Linked DNA regions of Mus musculus: region 1 is linked to region 2. Evidence: chromatin contacts called from public promoter capture Hi-C data. All regions are on one chromosome and are shown on one strand. The core of a region is the stretch at or near the end of the contact, and the rest is flanking DNA. Distances in the headings are between cores, read along the strand shown.

Evidence for each region. Promoter capture Hi-C pulls out the DNA fragments that hold promoters and counts their contacts.
Region 1: a promoter capture Hi-C map of hippocampal neurons shows a contact between it and region 2, with 5 times the contacts expected there. The contact joins the enhancer-like site here to the promoter of Derl2 in region 2. A contact is called at or near these places in 2 of 39 promoter capture datasets (embryonic stem cells and hippocampal neurons) and 3 of 115 datasets of contacts at active chromatin or transcription factors (embryonic forebrain, embryonic midbrain and embryonic stem cells).

What each region holds. Positions count from the first base shown.
Region 1 is chr11:72,154,095-72,157,555 of GRCm38.p6, forward strand. 4933427D14Rik (RIKEN cDNA 4933427D14 gene) reads right to left here. Exons shown (of 19, transcript NM_001361564.1): 19 at 1-1,344. The coding sequence ends at 1,227. Among named protein-coding and RNA genes, the nearest start is that of Pitpnm3, 20 kb to the left of the region's middle. Within about 2 kb of position 1,292, at least 47 of the 459 cell types and tissues checked have an H3K27ac peak or open chromatin away from gene starts, as enhancers often do. A contact at or near this core is called in embryonic forebrain and hippocampal neurons, where this site is marked.
Region 2 is chr11:71,017,777-71,021,536 of GRCm38.p6, forward strand. Derl2 (Der1-like domain family, member 2) reads right to left here and starts at 1,527. Exons shown (of 7, transcript NM_033562.4): 1 at 1,368-1,527; 2 at 536-601. The coding sequence starts at 1,460. It overlaps Mis12 (MIS12 kinetochore complex component), which reads left to right and starts at 1,835. Exons shown (of 3, transcript NM_025993.3): 1 at 1,835-2,413.

The DNA.
Region 1 (3,461 bases), core at 42-2,541, 1.1 Mb after region 2:
TGTTCACAATTTAAAATACTGAGTTTATTTTTTTTTAATCAGCACAGTAAAAACCGCAAATGACAAATGAGGACTACCAATGACAAGGGATTCTACCGGTTCAAGTGTACATGTTTAACTCTCCAGACTGAAGACCTATGAGTCCCTTGATGTCCTTTCCGAGGTTATGTAGTATTAAACAGGAAGGTACCTTAGAAACCACCCCAGGAGACCATGTCGAGGCGTCTGTGGTAACAGACTCACATTCGTCCTTGGGTGTCTCTCCCTTTGTTCCTTACCCTTCCTTCACCAAGCCTCCCACAAATAGCTGAGGCAAACGGATCCAGGAAAAGTCTTTTCGGGTGACTGCCTATTTGTACGCACATTCCTTTTCTGTTTCTCAATCCCGAGTCCTGAGGACCTTGCCACCGGGACCTAAGAGCCTTCAAAGGCCACGCAGCATCGTTGGTCCTCAGAAGAGCCCAAAGTCCTCAAGTCACCGGCTTGATTCCCTCCTCCAGATGGGATGCTCCATGGTGCAGACGCTTCTGCTCTCTGGGAGTGAGCTGGCATGGGGAAGGCCTGTCTTCAAATTCTTCTATATTCAGAGAAATGCTTTTTATACTAGCATGTGTCCAAACAGCAATAAGTGACTCTGAGAAACTGAGAACGTGAAACACCCTAGAAAGTGAGAGCCACGGAGCAAGGTGTGCTTGGGCCTGTGTGTTCCGTGTGCCCGTGCGCTGGGCTCCCCACTTCCACTGCCACTGAGCAGAGGCTTAGTGGCACCACCACTCTGCATTCCATGTAGCTTGCCGCCCAGGAAGGCGACACCACCAGTGACAATGTGATGAGCACACTTGCCAACAGGAGCCAGGTGCTGGGACCAGACAGTAACGGCACTTGGATTAGCACTGATCCCTCCACCCCCATGGGTTTAACAGAGGCTGGAATCCCTATGTGAAATATCTTTATCCATTACCTTTCAAAACATTTTGATTTCCAACTGAGTCAGAGGAAAATTATACATTCTGAAATGTTGTACCTTTCTAATTGTCTCATGCTCCTCAGGCGCTAGCAAATGTAACCCACCTTTTTATAACTTCTAGAAGCACTGCTAAGACAAGGAGAGGGTGAGCTCCCTGGCATCCTTCAGTGGGCAGCTGAGGACAGAGATTCCCCCACGGGCTGACAGCGGGTGGCGCTGACTCTCCGGCAGTGATCTGAGGGCCCTGCCTGGACAGCTCTCATGCAGCGGCCTCTAGGAACTCTGAGGTGAACACAGCTTCTGCATAGTCTTCACACACATCCTGCAGTTCTGCAGCCACGGCCCCCAGTGCTTCATCTACCAGCTCATCTGAAAAGCTGGAAGACAAAGGACACAGCTGAAGGCGTGGGCAGCCAAACACAGAGCTGTTCAGTATTCATGAAAACCTAGTCAATCAGCTCAGAAACTGTGTGGAGATCAAAAGCCCGTAAGAGCCAAGATGTTTCTGGAAAAGAAAAAGAAGGGAGGGGGCGGGGGAGGCCTGGCTCTCCCAGATATTAAGATGGTAGCACCTAGAGCCCCAAGCCCTGCAGGATCACCAAAACAGGCAGAATGGACCTCACCCTTGAGATGGCTGAAATCAGAGCTGACTGGAAATGAATAAGCTGGCCACAGTCCAGCCCAGCTCAGAGGAGATGCGTGCTTTCTCTGTAGGAAAGGGCAAGGTCCTCCATATCCCAGAAACCTTGACATAAACATATGCATGTATACACAATACACATCCTTTTTTATTTGAACTGTTAGAAACTATGTTGAAAACCTGGAATCCCTCAAGAACTTCAGTGTGTCCTAGAAAAGACACTGTGTAGACAACTGTAGTAACATTACCGTAAACCATTATCTAATCTTACATACAGACTTTATTCAAACCTTGACATCCATCCAAATAAGGCCCTTAAAACTTTTTAGAATCCAGGATCCAATCCAGGCTATTTAGTTGTCATGTCTCTTAAGATTTCTTTCCTTTAAAATACGTTCCTCAGTCTCTCTTTCAGACCAGAACATTTTTTTGGAGAGTAAAGCTTTTTCCCCTCATTGTCCTCATATCCTGGGTTGTTTAGTATTCTCTTATAATCACTGTCAGCTGCATAGTTCTGGAACAGATGCAGAAGGGGGATGCTGTATCCCCTCAGAGCTTGTCCCTTCACTGGTGACTGCTGAGTTTCGCTACTCAGATATGGTTATGTCTGCCAGGCTTCTTCCCTTATAAATTACTATTTTCCACCTATAACTAATACATAAATCATATGGCGATATTTTCAGACTCACTTGGGGTTTTTAGAGCTTCTTCTGTCTTCGTGGCCTTTGTTACTATGGAGATGACAGCTCTGTCGCTCTGGACACTGTTTCAGAATCCTTCTCTTACTCTCCTTTCCCAAGGCAGAACCTCACATGATTGCCTAGTTGCCCAGTTCACTGTTCATCTTTAATTATGCCTTTACACACACCCTCACACACACACATCACCCACACCCCCACACCCCCACACACATCACCCAACACACCCACACACACACACACATCACCCACCCACACACACACACACACACACAAACACACACACACGCTGTTCCACATTCCAAGCTTCCAGGTTTCCCTTCTATTGTGTCCAACTTGCTATTGTGCCTATCTAATACATTCCTCATTTCAGAAACTATGGTTCCCTGCCTCCCCCACCCACTACCCCCATGGATGTATGTTTGGATTCTGGCGAGCTCCCAGGCCTCTGGCAGAATTCTAGGTTGAGTCTCCTATTTCTACCCAGCAGGCAGCTCCTTGAGTCTATAAAGTTTCACTATTTGGAGCTGCTGTGGATGTGCTGTCTGTTGATTGCTTCTCTGTTGCCTGGCTATTTTCACTATAAAATAGACATTGTTTATGAACATTACAGAAGTAAACAAAGCCTCCTATGATATGATTTCCTCCAGAGAAGATATGTTTGTTTACATATGGGGCCTAGGGAACAACAGTGTCTAGAGTCACCTCAGCAACTGAGAAGATGTGATATTCAGTGGGGTCCCTACGAAGACCCATTTATACCCAGATCACCTGACCTTCCAGAGAATGCAACCTTTCAAGGTTTCAACTGGAAGTGATACAAGGCTTGGGGATGTAGCTCAGCAGCAGAGGGTTGGCCCAGAGTATACAAGGTCCTAGGTTCAATACCAGCACCATAACCAACAAAGTGAAGAAACTTCAGTTTCAGCTATTAACTGTGGGCTCCAGCCTCTGTCTTCTGGTCTCAGGAGGCTGTGGCAGTGCTCTCCTCCAGAGTGAACCATTCAGCACCACACCGTGGGCTGTGCTCTCTTCTCCAGGGTCCTGACCTACTTGTTCTTCATTACCTAGTTAGTATCTTGATACCTTCAAATGTATGCATTTTATTTTTAATCCAGCTTTTCTATTAACAGCTGCCCTCAGGGGAAAAGAGGTC
Region 2 (3,760 bases), core at 277-2,776:
CAGTCTATTCTCAGATCACATTATTATTACTGTTGTTGTCGTTGTTGGTTGTTGTTCCTGTTGTTTGTGTGTTGAGACAATTCCTTGGTATGTAGTTCAAGGTGGGCTCAGGTTCCTGACTGCTGGGACTATGGCCACATTAGTTCTTAACTAGTTGTAGTCAAATATAAAATCTCAACACATCAAAGACACACTAAAAATTATGTTCTTAAGACAGTCTCTCTCTCTCTCTAGCTCAAGCTTATCCAGCACCTGCCATCCTCCTGCTTGCTCTGTCTGCACCTGGCTCCCCCCTGGCAACTCTAGTTTGGTATATAAGGAGTTCCCAAATACTTAGCAGCTCTCAAACCATTCTAGAGTCCAACCAGGCTGTGGAATGCCCTCTTTACATCTCAAAAAGACCTGTAATCAGAGATTCCCCTACTGGGTTATTTTTTTTGAGACTCTATTTCACAGGATTTACTACTTACTAAACGATACGAAAAAAAAAAAGATAATGAAAACATTAATCACAGTTGCTATATAGACCACTTACTTGAAAATGTTTAAAAATTAATTCAGGATTGAAGTATAACTGAAAAGGTGTGATCAATTCCAACTGCTGAAATGGAAAAAGAGCTTCTTGAAGCCGATCAACCGCAAAACAAAATTTCATCATGAACCACGAAGGATGAGTAGATCTAATCATTTCTGTCCCTTGGAATACATTTCTGTCTTGCTTGTGACAGCTGGTAAGAGATTCTTTAGAATTTGCACAACCGTTTTGTATAAACACACAATGTCAGTTTGATGTTGCAATATTTGAGGATGCTATAAGGCAGGCGGGTGAGCATATTTTAGAGACAAGCCAACAGCATCTTTTACAAATCTGTGCGTCACGTGGTCACCACCTCAGCTAGGTGAGACAACTCGGAATAAGGGGTTTAACTAAGACCCTGCTACCATTAGGGATAGGTACAAGCGGCCAGACACTTATATCCATAGGCCGTCTTTTGAAAGATGTTTCCAGATAGCTCGAGATTTCTATACTCAATATAATAGTCTGTGAACCTAGCGGACCTCACTCCCACTAGTCACCTGGACCTCTCAGACACATTTTTGGGTGGGCGGCTCCCGCACTTCTGATTCACTACAGGTCTGGATTTCATTTGTCTGAAACTGACCTGGCCCTTCACGAAGGGGCACACCCTTCTCAGGTCACTGGCTTGGCACCCTTGGGAATATCCCAAACCCTAGAGTCAGCTCCGGATGTCTCCACCCACCCCTGGGACCAGACCCACTGGGCTTCTCCGCGGCCCAAACCCGTTTTCTGAAGACGCAGTCATAGCTAGCCTGGAAAAAGAGGATGTGGCGCCACAGCTGCTCACCACGGCCGCGGTGGTGAGGACGCAGGCGGTAGTATAGGCGCGGCTGACCGGCGGGATCTGCAGGTACTCCAGCCGGAGGCTCTGGTACGCCATCTTTCCCACCGCGCCTGCCCCCCTTCCCCTTCCGCCAGTATGCCAGGCGGCGGGGCGGACTCAAAGCTGGCCTTCAGCCTACCCACTCCTGTCCAATCAGCGCTGCGTACTCGGACAGCCACCAATCGCTGGCGCCTTGGGGCCGCTCACCCACCAATCAAGAGTTGCGCCTCTGCGTCGGTCCATCCTTACTTCTCCGCCTACCAACGCAGAGAGAAGGACCAGTTCCGTCCGCCAATCCCTGCCGGCCACAGCTAGCTTTCCCTCCTTGTCGCCTTCCTTTTACCAATCGCAGTGGCTCCTTTTGACCCACGGCTAGCCAATCAGGAGTGCGATCCAGCCCGCCTTGGCGTTCGTTCGCAGAGGCAGGTCTCAGTCGATTCGGAGGAGCCGGTGTTACCGCCTTCTTCCAGCCGCTGAGTGTAGCTTGAAGGAAGTGGCGGGAAGCCGGTGTGGGGCGGAATCCATCACTCCCGGGATCGCTTCGGTAGGGGCTGTGTGCTCTCCGAGGAGGAGCGGAAAGGGCGGGACCGAGGAGTGGCGTCGGGGCGGCGGAGCGTTCTGTAGGGAATCCCTCCGGTCTGGCCGGCCTGGGTACGGAGACCTAGAGTTCCCGGCATGCATCGCGGCCGCGGGGTAGTACGGGAGCTGGAGCTGAAGGAAGCGCTTCCCGTTCTGCGGTTTCTGGGCCTTGTCTGTGGCGGTCGTAGGCTCTGAAGTCCATTACATTCGTCGAGACGGTGTGAGGACCTCTCATGTTTATCTTCAGCCGCAGGAACTCTAATCTAGCAGAGAAGAGACGGTAGATGAAGGGAAAGCGGAGGCGGTTCTTCAGGGATGTGTATTCGAACTGGCTCTGGAATCTGCGCCTACTGCATGCTTACTTGAAGGAAAGAAAATAGAATTAGATTGGGCTGGAGCAAAGACTATCCTGACCGTGGCAGACGTGTTCAGTAAGTTATAAAGAAGCTTTAAAAATTGTGGGACAAAAAAATGCGACCGTCAAGACTGGTAGGAACCAAGTAAAAAGTTGGAGAGAATGGCATTTAGAAGGAAGACTAGAAAGCTGAAAGTAGTTGAACCGACCTGTGGCTCCTAGCCACTCTGAAGGCTGAAGCCAGAGGATTTGTTCCATCCTGAAGTTCTAGGCCAGTGTGGACAACGTAGAATGGGAGCAAACACTGGGGAGTGGTCTTAGCAACTTGTTGGTAAAACTGCATCTTTATAGCTACTGCCTCATTATAGCATTGGCAGTGTCCAACAGAGAAAAGGCAACATTGGAACTTTTCTCAAAACTGGAAGTTTGGATGTAGGTATTTGGTTATGTAATCATGGCGCATCAATCCAGGAATGGTGAAAACTTGGAGGCAAAGTTAGAGTGCAAACTTAAGAGAATTATAGGGTGCAAGTGGTCAGTTGATTGGGTAATTTGTAACAGATGACCAATCTATTCAGATAATGAAAATACAGTCTTTAGGAAAGTCATCTCAATAGAAACAACATATGTGAAGGTGGAAGGTGGAGGTAGTTTCAGTGTCCAAACAGTATGCGAAGCCATATGGTCTTAGTCTTCAAAATACAGTGTGGGTCTGGGAATCTCGTGCTAGAGTGCGTACTGGTATGTACAAAGGCCCTGGGAATACTCTTAGCTCTATAGGGAAGAAAAACAAGTTTATGACTACCAAATTCACAAAAGTTAGAGTATTGGTAGATACAAGAAGTTCTGGTCTACTCCAAGTGAGTGTAAAACAGCTTAGATATTCTGAGAATGTTTTGGCAATCTTTAGTGACATTATACATGCAAATAAAGTAACAAGTCCCCCAGAAGTTAGTATAGAAAAATCTCCATCATCCATCTGTTATGATTAGAAGATCAATTAATACCTCCAAGGCTCCTAGCAGTTAAAGTGAAAATGAAGACCTGTTTTGAGACCCTAGTTTGAAATATAAAGGATGTTTTTCTTGCATAGTTCTACATATGCAAAACCAGTTTTCTAACCCATCAGTTAGGAGCAAAAAAAATATCCTTATAAACTCAAACTTGTAACGTTGATTATACAAGAACAGATGATGCTAAGGTTGCGTCCTTTGGTGGGATAACTAAATAACCACATCGCCCTACTTAGATGACTTTGTCATTGTGTTAGAGTAGTGAGGAATGAATTAGTCTCATAACCAAGGTGAGTGAAGACATGGACACAGAATACACGTTCCACTTAAATTTTGTAGTCTTGAGTAGCTGTTCTCTTATAACACAGTGTCTAAAAGGTGGTTCTTGTGTGTAGGTGGTCATGGCTCAA